4 separate regions of the Mus musculus genome follow, and regions 2, 3 and 4 are each linked to region 1. A link is a contact called in public Hi-C, capture Hi-C and promoter capture Hi-C data. All regions are on one chromosome and are shown on one strand. The core of a region is the stretch at or near the end of the contact, and the rest is flanking DNA. Distances in the headings are between cores, read along the strand shown.

Region 1 (2,700 bases), core at 102-2,601:
TTTCCATTGCTAAGTGTGCTAGGTACTTTACAGCCTCAAGTTCATGAACCCTCTCCTTTTAGCCCATGTCTCTTCTACTACAGTGTGGGTAGATGGTGGCTAGGCAAAGGAAGACTCTGGACAGGTAACATCACAATGCCTTTTAAGTGTGTAGGGAAGGGGCTGGGACGGAGCTCAGTTGGCAGGGTGCCTGGTTTCCTCAACCAGAAGCTGTAGGTACAACCTTCAGCATCTAAGAGATGTGATGACACATGCTTGCAACCCAGAAGATAGAGAGAGACGGGAGACCAGAAGTTCAAGGTCAAAGTGAGTTTGGGGGTGGGGGTACAAGAAACTGTCTCAAAAACATGTGAAGGGTGGTAAGAATGGGGTTCATACCTATGACCTTAGCTAGAGATCTCACCTTGAATACAAGACCAGCCCAGTCAACACGGTAAGACCCTGTCTCAAAAAAACAAAACAACCAAGCAAATAAAATAAACAGCGTGAAGAGTGTCTCCATAATCCATTTTCCCTTTTTTTTTTTTTTTTTTTTTTTGGAGACAGGGTCTATGTAGTCTAGGCTGTCCTGGAAGTCTCTGTGTAAACCAGGCAGATCTTGAGCTCACAGAGATCCTCCTGCCTCTGCCTCCCGAGGGCTGGGATTAAAGGCGTGTGCCCATCATTTGAATGGACTGGCAAATTATGGGAAGGACACCCAGAGGCTGTGGATCACCATCAAGGCAAAAGAATAGATGTAAGAAACTGGGGCTGGCTACTGGACACACGAGCTCCCCGCTCACCCCGAGGTAAAGAGTAGCTCAGGCTGGTCTTAAACTCAGTAATATAGCCTCGGATGCCTTGCGTTTTCTATCCACCCGCCTCCGTTTACACCAGTTTAAACAACACTCAAGTGTGGAGAACTGTGCAGTGTCCTGGTCCTCAGTGAATCCCCCAAGTCAAATTAAGTGGGGCGACTCACTGCCACCGCAGCCGCTGTCTCTTACTTTGGGGACAAGTATCTTCCAACTCATTCATCACCTGAGAGACGCCAGCCAGCCACCCTTGCCTTTGCGCTAGGACAAAATCTGTGACAAAGTTGACCACCACCATTCGTTCCTTCCTGTCGCCTTTTCTGGGTCAGGCTGAGGGTTGCCGAAGGCTCCTGCGAAACAGCTGTCTCCTCAGCTGCTCCCTTCTCTCCCACGTCGGCCAATGTTCGTGGACACCCATTCCCCGCCCGTTCTGGGGCAGCAGGACCCTTTCTCCTCAGGCTGCCTACCTTCTCCTGGGCCCTGCTGAACTTCTTCTGCATCTGCTTGGCGAAGAGGCCAGCCGCTCCGCCCGCCTTGCCCTCTGCCATCCTGCCGGCTGCGGGGGCGCAGCCTGGACCTGTGGTTTCTAGAGGCCCCTGAGAGGAAGTGCGTCCTCCCAGCATGCCTTGCGTGATGCTCAGAGGGCGGGCCTTCACACCCTTACAGCCTCCTGCTGGGGCGTGGTCGGCCTGGACCACCCAATGCCACCTCTCGAGGACCATTGGAAACCCATCACTACCCAGATTCCCGAGAGGACCACTGCAGCCCACCACTGGCCATCACGGGAGGACCTTGGGACTCCATCACTGCCCAATACTCCAGGTGTACCACTGAAGCCCCATCACTGTCCAACTCCCCAGGTGGACCATTGGGGTCCCATCACTGTCCATGTCCCCAGGAGGACGACTAGGACCCCATCATGGTCCAGATCCCCAGGAGGACCATTGGAACCCCATCATTGTTCAGCTCCCCGAGAGAACTACTGGGGCCCCCTCACTGCCCAGCTCCCTGGAAAGACCACTGGTCACCAGGATGGGGTCCACAGAGGCATCTGGAGCTGGGAGAGCAGCTAAGCTGGTTCTGAGAAGTTGGCAGAGAACGGGTTGTTCAGGGTGGATTTTGGTGCGCACACACTCTTAAAACCAGCTTGGAAATGCTGCCCCTGCAGTAGAGAAAGATTCCCCTCCCCTCCCCCGCCCCCACCCTTGAACGGGCTCTTTGAATGTGGACCGTGACTCATTGGTTCCATACCCGAACAGCATTAGAAAGTGAGGAGACACAAAAGACTGAGTTTGGGCTGGAGAGATGGCTCAGCCGTTAAGAGCACCGGTTGTTCTTCCAGAGGTCCTGAGTTCAATTCCTAGCAACCACATGGTGGCTCATAGACATCTGTAATGGGATCTGATGCCCTCTTCTGGTGTGTCTAAAGACAGCTACAGTGTACTCTATATAAATAAAATAAAATGAAATGAAATGAAAAAAAAAAAAGTAAAAACCAAAAGGCCCAGTTTCATCCAGTGAGGACGTTTAATGGACCAGAGACCACCTACCAGCTGCAGGGTATTGATGCTGAGTGACCATGGCTCAGCCTGGATGGCAGCTTAACCAGTTCTAAGCCTGGGAATTGTGGGGACAGAGTGCAGAAGGTGAGCATAATCCAGATCTGGATTGGAAGGGGAGAAAGACTGGAGAGATGGGGTCCTCAGGAGACAGGGTGCCATTCATAATATGCTAAGGAGGAGAGGAGGGGAGAGGCCTGAACTGGACAGAGGAGAACAAGACTCTCCAGGCAAAGCATGGAGCATTATATGGACACAGTGTGAATTTAGTCACAGATTATACAAACTGGAGTGGGGCTACAGAGATTACAAATCTGGTTTCTCTAGGAAACCGGTCTTCCAATGAA
Region 2 (2,700 bases), core at 39-2,538, 630 kb before region 1:
GATTTTTTTTTTTTGGCCTTCCTTATATATACTAAACTAGAATGAGTACTTTTGGACTACATATAGGTTACATACTGAGGTGGCTAAAAAAAAAAAAAAAAAAGCTATCCCCAACTCCCCATCAAGCTAGGGCACGTCTTTGATTCCAACACTCAGCAAGGAGGCAGATGAAAGTGGATCTTTGTCCTTTGTCGGTTGAGTAGAGAGTTCCAGGTCAGGCAAGACTGCATAAAGAGATGTCTTTCTTTCTTTCTTTCTTTCTTCTTCTTCTTCTTCTTCTTCTTCTTCTTCTTCTTCTTCTTCTTCTTCTTCTTCTTCTTCTTCTTCTTCTTCTTCTTCCTCCTCCTCCTCCTCCTCCTCCTCCTCCTCTTCTTCCCCTTCCCCTTCCTCTTCCCCTTCCTCTTCCTCTTCCTCTTCCTCTCCTCCCCCTCCCCTCTCCGTTCCTCGCTCCTCCAGACAGGGTCTTAACTGTGTAGCCCTGGCTGAATAGGAATTCACTATGTAGACCAGGCTGGCCTCAAACTCAGAGATTAGCCTGCTTCTGCCTCTTGTGTGCTGGGATAAAAGGCGTGCACCATTATACCGAATGCGGTGTATGTAGCCGTGTGTGTAGAGGTCTGCAGAGGTCCTCAAGCTGGCATTAGACGCCCAGTGCTGAGAACTGAGCTTAGGCCTTCTGCAGAAGCAGCCAGCGATTGTAACAATGAAACCATGTCCCCAACCCCTATTCCCACAGAAGTTCTTTTTATAAGTCTTTAGGAGTCAAGGCAAGATGAAGCAAGTTCGACTGTGATCTTTTTTCTTGTGTTTTGAGACAGGTCTCATGTAGCCCAGGCTGGCTCTCACTGAGGAGAGAATGACCTTGAACTTCAGATCCTCCGGTTTCCACCTCCTGAGTGCTGGGATTACAAGAAGCACCGAAAAAGAAATCAAAGAGTTGTTGGCAGGCATAATCCAGAATCTGGGGTAGATGAAGGATGTGGCCTGTAGGCAGGTCCATCAGGGAAAATGGGGGAAAAGACATGACAGATGCATGCTCTCCCGAGTGAGAGGGACTGGAAGAAGTAAGGGCAACGTCCCGGAGTCCTCTTGCTTGAGAGTTTGTGGAAGGTAGGCGTCATATGCAGCAGGTGCCGCATCTTCCCAAGGAGAGCAGAGCAGGCGACGGCAGCCTGCGCTCTCCAAGATCCGCGGTAGAGGGCGCTGTAGCCACGCCCGTCCTGCGTCTCCGGGGCGGGACGAGCTCCAGGCCGGGGGGCGGGGCCGCACGCTCACGTGACCCTCGCTCATGGCGGCGGCGGCGGCGGCGGCAGCGGCAGCGCCGGCGGCTCTCGGCGGCTGGAGCCGGATCCTGTAGCCGGGGTGTGGGCCCGCGTCAGTCCGTCCCTCCTTCGGCCCCCTCTCGTCTTCCGGAGTGTGGCTGGCGCAGCCGCGATGGCGGAGCGAGGCCTGGAGCCGTCGCCGGCCGCGGTGGCCGCGCTGCCCCCCGAGGTGCGGGCGCAGCTGGCTGAGCTGGAGCTGGAGCTGTCTGAGGGTAGGCGAGCGCGCGGCGGGCCGGGCGAGCGGGCGAGCGGGCGGCGGCCTGTGGGCGGCTGGGCTGGCGGGGCTCGCCGCTCCCCACCCGCGAAGCGCGGCTGGGCTTTCATTGTTGTCCCTGGGGGGCCCCGCAGGACCCGGGGACGGGTCAGCTGGAGACAAAGCTGCGCCCTCCGGCTGACACCTTGCCCCTCTGCTGCCTTGCTCCCGAAGGGCCGCTCGCCTGTCCCCTCGCTCCGGCTTCAGAACGAGGCGCAGGGGGACGCCGCAGCTGCACGTCTTCCTGCTTCTCTAACAATGCGAGGTGCCTCACCAGTGACAGGCGTGAGAAAGGAGCGGGGGAGCCATTGAGGGTCCGAGGGAGGTCGGAAGCGGTGGCGCTAACCCAGAGACCCCCCGATCCGCTGCCTCTAGACCGCCTCTGTCCTTGGGAGCAGCAGGCTTTTCTTGCCACCTGCATTCAGTCTAGGTTTTCCTATCTGGTCACCTTTTGGAGTCTTTGTAGAGGTGGCTACCGGGTACATGCAAATCCTGGCCGGCACCCTCTTTCTTTTGACAATGGATTGGTACAGGGAGGGTTGGGTTTGTGTAGATAATTTCAAACATGGACTAAATCTGGGCTCTGTTACAAGAGAAGTGCCTTGGATAACAATGAGGACCTCAATGCCGGCTGTGGGCATGTGGTCAGGCGAATGTGCTGTGGAGATCAGCTTCTCTGTAAAGTTCCTGTTTTTATCGCAGGCGGCCTCTGAACAAAAGCAGCATTTTCTCCGCGCTTGGTTTCCGTACACTTCGCTGATGTCTCCAGAGTTGCATATTGTTGAATTCCTTGCCAAAGACCCTCCCCAGTATTTTTCAAGTTCACTAAAAACTGTTGATTGGAAAAGAGTAAGGAATGTGATCAAGTTCCCAGGAGCGTTCTAGTTCCGACTTTTTGTTAACTTGTCACGACACTGGGCTTTTTCAAACCTTTTTGAGAATCACTTATAGTGAAAAGCCAGAAGTGCGTTTGAGTGTCACAGATCTTACTCGATTGAAGGAAATAATTAATTTTAATAACCCTTTAAGGCTTTCCCAATGTGTAGGGTGGTGATCTTTTCACCTGCATGCAATTATCAACATATTACTTTTCAATTAATCAGTGGGGAAGCGTTTAGGAAGATA
Region 3 (2,700 bases), core at 190-2,689, 520 kb after region 1:
TAGTGAAACTCTTACCTAGCTCGCCTGAGGCCCTGGATTCTGAAAATATCAGCCTGTCAGAAAAGCACACCCATCAGATACAACCCTGAGAGGTGCCCGTAACAAACACCAAAAAGCTGTAGGGAGGTTGGGCGAGGGCCAGGGAAGAAGTGGTGGGCCCTGATGCTGTAGGCTGCTGTTGCTCACACGGTGTATAGTGGGGTTAGAAACTGCAGCGTGGGGGCTGCACAAACCCCCGCATGCACTGTCCTGATAGACTGTCCAGTGTCCCTAAGGAGTAATGAATAAACTAAGGACCATGGTCGCTCTAGCTTTCAGAGCTAGAGAACTGGTTGTGTTCATAACCAATTCTTGGACAGAACAGGCTGCTGTGTAGCGTGCTCCTAACTTTCTGAGGTTTTGGGTATCCCCTGCGATATCTTGTGGCACTGTGAGTCTAAGGCTCTGTAGTGGTTCCTGAGACTTCCCAGCTGAGCGCAGCCTGAGCCTCTGTGTCCTCCTGACACAGGAGACTGTGTGTACAGCACACAGAAGCCAGAGTCAGCTCATCCTGGGACTTGGCTTTTCTCAAAACAACCTTTTTCTGAATCAGATTTGCATTCACATCCTACCACAAACCACCTTCTAGTCAGACAGACTTTGACCCATGCTGTAGTCCTGTCGAGGTGGTTTTGTCTCAAGTTCAGTTCTGACTAATTAGACTCATCAATAACAGAGTCTGTGCTGTGGAGAGAGGGCTCGTGTTCTGACACCCCCCCCCATTTGATTGGCCATTTGATTTATTTTTATATATTTCAAAATGCCGGGGACCGAGCCCAGGGCCTTGCATGTGTGAGACAGGCCTCTCATCTGCTGACTTGTTCACACAGTGAGTTGGTGCCTCTGTGGTAGTCACTGCTCGTGCTTGCTGATAGAGTAGGGAGTGTTTTAGGTGACTGTGTTGTTGTACACACGTGCAGGTGACCCTGTGGCAGTACACATGTGTGCAGGTGACCCTGTGGCAGTACACATGTGTGCAGGTGACCCAGTGGCAGTACACGTGTGTGAGGTGGCCCTGTGGCAGTACACATGTGTGCAGGTGACCCAGTGGCAGTACACGTGTGTGAGGTGGCCCTGTGGCTGTGCACATGTGTGCAGACTTTTGACCTGATGAGTCATGATGAAACATGACAAGAGGCTGTTGTCATTAGCCCGGATTTAGCTTTTCAGAAAGAATTAAATTTAGGATATGAATTTATAGTAAGTTCAGCATATGCTTATAATTTTATTATTGCTTCTTCTGTTTCAGTGAAGAGTATTAGCAGATGAGTGGTGAGTGCACGTGTCTTTAAAGGACACAGCAGACTGACTGAGACAAGTGCTCTGGACCTAGACCAGAGGGAAGAGAGCTTGTAGCTAGCGAGAACGTGATGTCATCTTCTTCACTTCCTTTTTCCGGTTGATCAGGAGGAAAATGAAGTGCAGAGATAGTCAATGACTTCCTGAAGCCACACAGTCCCACAACCATGCAGCGAGCTAGCAATTTCCTCTGAGACTGTGGCTCACCTCTTCCTAGTCATTGTTAAGAAATATTTTCCTTGTTGGGGTTGTTTTCTTTCAATTTTTACATTAAAAGGGAGGTTCATATGTAAAGTATATTACTATATATAATGTTTATATGTTGTGTGAGCCTTATTAACAGTCCTTCACAGCTTCAGCCCAAAAGAGACTGTCACAGTTAGGGTAACTGTGTGCTCCAGGTCATGTGGCTAGTATTGGAACTAGCACTTGAGGTTCAGGTCTCTGTGACCTGTTGCTCTGTGATGCCCACTGTCCCTCCTGCTATGGTAGATTCAGATCCTTCCAGGGTGCGGGTATGGCGATGGTTATCTTCACAGTGTGTCTGCTTGGGCTTGCCGCTCATCTGTAAAAAGCAAAGGTGAACACAGTGAGAGTGGGGTGAGCCTTGCTCAGGGTAGCCACAGCACTTGGCAGGCGCTTGGCTAACTTCCCTCTTGTCTCTGTAAGATAAACGGTGTTTGCTGGTTGGATAGTGGAGACCTAGATAGGCTCAGGGACTTGCCTGCCTGCTTGGCCCGCTCCTTATTGCAGGCCCACATGGCCCACTTCCCAGCTGATCCTGGGCCCTTCAGCATAGATTTCACCACTTCTGTTCTTTCCTGCCTTACACCAGGCCTGCTTAAGTACTTCCCAAAAATAATGAGCCATGTGTGGGCGTGGTCATTCTCCAGAATGAATCACTGTGAGCGAGGCCAGCATCACCGAAGGGGGAACAGCTATCGGGAACCAGAGACTCCCGTCTCCTCTGCCCCACTAATTGATGGACTCTGAGGTGACTGCTTTTGAAAAGGCCGTGTGTCTCACTCGGCTCAGAATAGTCATCTCTTGAAGTTGTTAATTTTCCCTTTCTTGCTTCCCAAAATAGACCCAATGCTGTTGTCTTTGCTGGACGTCACAACACGGTGCTGAGAGGTGCTCCCTGTGGGGAACCCCTAAGGGACACAAAGGGACTTGTCAAAGGCGCCTTCTTGGATTAGCAGGACTCCAAAGGAAGAAAAGGGGGTCTTGCCAAGTTTTCTGAGGCTTGAATAAATTTTAAGTTCTTAAGAGGAGTAAGACAGAGCCTGGCTTAGTAGCCCAGGCCTGTGATCCCAGCACTGTGGAGGCTAGGGGGTGGAGAGTTCAAGGCCAGCTGGTTAC
Region 4 (2,745 bases), core at 156-2,655, 620 kb after region 1:
TTGTTTTGTTTTTGTTGAGGTGTAAGTTAGAGGTGACCCTTTCTTGTTTTGTCTTGTTTTTGAGGCAGGGTCTACATTGTCCAGTCCTGGGACTTGCTTTATAGCCCAGGCTAGCCTCAAACTCAGATCCACCTTGCTAGCTGGCTCTGTGATCTACTTGAGTCCGAAGTTTCTAGGTAGTCCTAGCTGGCCTCAAACTCATGCTATAGTCTGACCTTGGGATTCCGTGCTATTCTGACCTGTTTTATGTTGGGCTGGGATTTAAAACCTGAAGCTTCCTGTTGGACAAGTTGCTAGGCAGGCATTCTACCAACTGGGCTGTATCCCAAGTCTCTCCAGAGTGGCTTTATGTTTGAAATGGGAACTTGAAATTTGCTAAAGGATCTTGCAGCAGACCCGGGCAGGCTTCTCTGCCTGCAGATTGCACTGGACTTGACCCCTGGCTGTGTGACAGGTACCCAGCTGGCAGTGGCTGTGTAGACACCAAGACAGTGATGTGTTCACCCTCTGCAGAATTATGATTCCCATGAGGTAGGACCGTGGGCCAGATCTCTGCTCCCTTCCTAAATTGTTTCAGTTCATAATTACATCAGTCCCTACACCCCTCCTTGCTCTCTAGATCTGCTGTGTTCTCGGTAAAGAGGACTTCTTGGACAAGAAGACAGGAGAGAAGGAATGGAGGTAGGCCTTGCTATCTGGGTACTTCTAGCCATTCTCTCTGCCCTGGGGTCTGGAGTACTGTGTTCTGCCTGTCTGCCCTGAAGGAAGACTTTCCACCATTCGGACTGTCCTGTGTGTGAGAATTGTTTCAGGAACAGAAAGCTGTCTGTCCCGTGCTTTGCTCAGAGTGGTCAGCACTTGGGATGGGGTCTAAGAATTGTAGACACAGCTGGGCAGTCATGATGACCACCTTTAATCCCAACACTTGGGAGGCAGAGGCAGAGGCGCAGGGGCAGAGGGGCAGAGGGGCAGAGGGGCAGAGGGGCAGAGGCGAGGCAGAGGCAGGTGGATTTCTGAGTTCGAGACCAGCCTGGTCTACAGAGTGAGTTCCAGGACCGCCAGGGCTACACTGAGAAACCCTGTCTCGAAAACAAACAAACAAGAATCGTAGATGCTCTGAAAGCCCCGAGGATGCAGAATCTTGGCCTTTTTCTATGGAGGAAAGTCGTGGAAACGGGCCTTTTAGGCTTACCTGGCAATTTTGAATGATGGACATAGGTTTGGAGAACAGATAGGCTGGGCCTAAGGATCCAGCCTGTCAGAGAAGGACCTCGAGGCCACTCTGGAGGAGTCTGTCTAGGAGGGGCCTGAGCGCTGCTCTGCACGCACTTGGGTAGAGTGGGCGGTAGGGCCCTGGGAGGCCCGCCCCTTAGAGACTTCTGACACAGCCTCAACTCTCAAGGGTAGTGTGCACATCTGGGCAGCTGGTGGGAGCATGAACGGCTCACAGGTGGGAGCTGCAGCCAAGGCTGCCTGGCTGAGCTGCTGCAACCAGTCCGGGCTGCCACTCGGACCCCCAGAGGGGCCACGCATGGTGCAGGCAGTCGTGCTGGGCGTCCTGTCACTTTTGGTGCTCTGTGGGATCCTGTTCCTGGGTGGTGGACTCCTCCTCCGCGCTCAGGGCCTGATAGCCCTGCTGGCCCGAGAAAGGCATTCAACCCCCGAGGCTGAGCCTGGTGCCTGTGGAGGGGATGACGACTCCTAGGTGTCAGCTGCTCTTGAGATTCAGCCTGTTCTGTGCCACGCCATCCAGAGTTCATTTCTGTGAGGCACAGCGGAAGGTCCAACCCACAAGCTCTTATTTCCCGCACAGGTGAGAGCCTTGAGACACAGGGAGTCTGGGGTTGGGGCTGCGTGGGGTGGGCACAGTGATGGTCTCTGTTCTCATTAGGTGGACATCACTGGGTACAGACAGCTGCTCAAGGCCAGGGTAGAGCTGGAGGTCCCTGTGCCTCTGAGGCACAGACAGCCTTCGTGTCCCTTATGCTAAAGGAGGGAGGCCGGAGAGTTCTGTGAATGGGAGCTCTTTGTGTACCTATGTTTCCCCGTGTTCTGCATCTGCCCAGGTTAACTTGTGGTCTGCTGGACTCAGCAGGACCCTCTGTTCTAGAGGCTAATACAACCCAGCCTGAGCTCTCAGCTTGCTGCTGTCTCCTTCCCAAAGCTTCTGTCCAGGGAGGGAGTGGGCAGGCTGGGGCCCACCGGAGGTGAAGGTAGAGGAGAGAGATTCTTCACTCCCATTAGAGGTACCCCTGGTTGGGTGAACAGTGGGGACAGAGAGATGTGCCAAAGACTCCTCTCCTGGCTCCCCGCTCACGTGTAGCTCAGCCAGAAGCTTTGTGTGCTGTGTTGGGGGTGGGGACAGCAAGGTTTCGTGCAGGAGCATATGCGGAGGAAGGAGAAGGCTGAGTACTCCCAGCTGTGGGGGCTGCGTCTGGGTCTCCCGCCTCTAGCTCTCTAAGGACAGGAACCATCTGGAGAGAAGGGTCTGGGTGGCCCAAAGGACAAAGTAACTCCAGTCCAAGGCCACCTCAGGCTGAACCATGAAATGGGGGTGGGGGGTGCCTTTACCATCCCATTGATATTCAGCTGTGTGTAGGGGCTACTGGGGACGTCTGTGAGTGGCCGTCTCTTGGCGACTCTCAAGGCTCCTACTTTCAAGTTACCGCCAGGAATACGGTGGTGCAGGATGCCCGTGATGATGGCCTGGTGAGGGGCTGAGGGTGTGGGTAGGTGGAGGTAATC

The links. Promoter capture Hi-C pulls out the DNA fragments that hold promoters and counts their contacts. A called contact is a pair of places that touch in the nucleus more often than the background predicts. Capture Hi-C pulls out chosen DNA fragments and counts their contacts.
Region 2: a contact with region 1 is called in a capture Hi-C map of embryonic stem cells, with 3 times the contacts expected there. The contact joins the promoter of Dip2b here to the promoter of Bin2 in region 1. A contact is called at or near these places in 6 of 39 promoter capture datasets (the 3T3-L1 cell line, embryonic stem cells, frontonasal cranial neural crest and 2 more), 2 of 484 Hi-C or Micro-C datasets (the G1E-ER4 cell line and cortical neurons), 5 of 115 datasets of contacts at active chromatin or transcription factors (embryonic limb bud, large pre-B cells, memory CD8 T cells and 2 more) and 2 of 9 other capture datasets (embryonic stem cells and pancreatic islet).
Region 3: a Hi-C map of bone marrow-derived macrophages shows a contact between it and region 1, with 2.9 times the contacts expected there. The contact joins the enhancer-like site here to the promoter of Bin2 in region 1. A contact is called at or near these places in 2 of 39 promoter capture datasets (the 3T3-L1 cell line and hippocampal neurons), 1 of 484 Hi-C or Micro-C datasets (bone marrow-derived macrophages) and 1 of 115 datasets of contacts at active chromatin or transcription factors (memory CD8 T cells).
Region 4: a contact with region 1 is called in a promoter capture Hi-C map of pre-B cells, with 4 times the contacts expected there. The contact joins the promoter of Smim41 here to the promoter of Bin2 in region 1. A contact is called at or near these places in 1 of 39 promoter capture datasets (pre-B cells) and 1 of 115 datasets of contacts at active chromatin or transcription factors (memory CD8 T cells).

Annotation. Positions count from the first base shown.
Region 1 is chr15:100,668,152-100,670,851 of GRCm38.p6, forward strand. It overlaps Bin2 (bridging integrator 2), which reads right to left and starts at 1,352. Exons shown (of 11, transcript NM_001270537.2): 1 at 1,262-1,352. The coding sequence starts at 1,342.
Region 2 is chr15:100,037,376-100,040,075 of GRCm38.p6, forward strand. Dip2b (disco interacting protein 2 homolog B) reads left to right here and starts at 1,289. Exons shown (of 38, transcript NM_001159361.2): 1 at 1,289-1,534. The coding sequence starts at 1,435.
Region 3 is chr15:101,189,537-101,192,236 of GRCm38.p6, forward strand. The region is part of intron 1 of Acvr1b (activin A receptor, type 1B); the gene reads left to right. Among named protein-coding and RNA genes, the nearest start is that of Mir6962, 3.0 kb to the right of the region's middle. Within about 2 kb of position 1,440, at least 80 of the 459 cell types and tissues checked have an H3K27ac peak or open chromatin away from gene starts, as enhancers often do. A contact at or near this core is called in bone marrow-derived macrophages and memory CD8 T cells, where this site is marked.
Region 4 is chr15:101,291,820-101,294,564 of GRCm38.p6, forward strand. Smim41 (small integral membrane protein 41) reads left to right here and starts at 1,406. Exons shown (of 2, transcript NM_001369218.1): 1 at 1,406-1,813. The coding sequence starts at 1,436. The coding sequence ends at 1,705.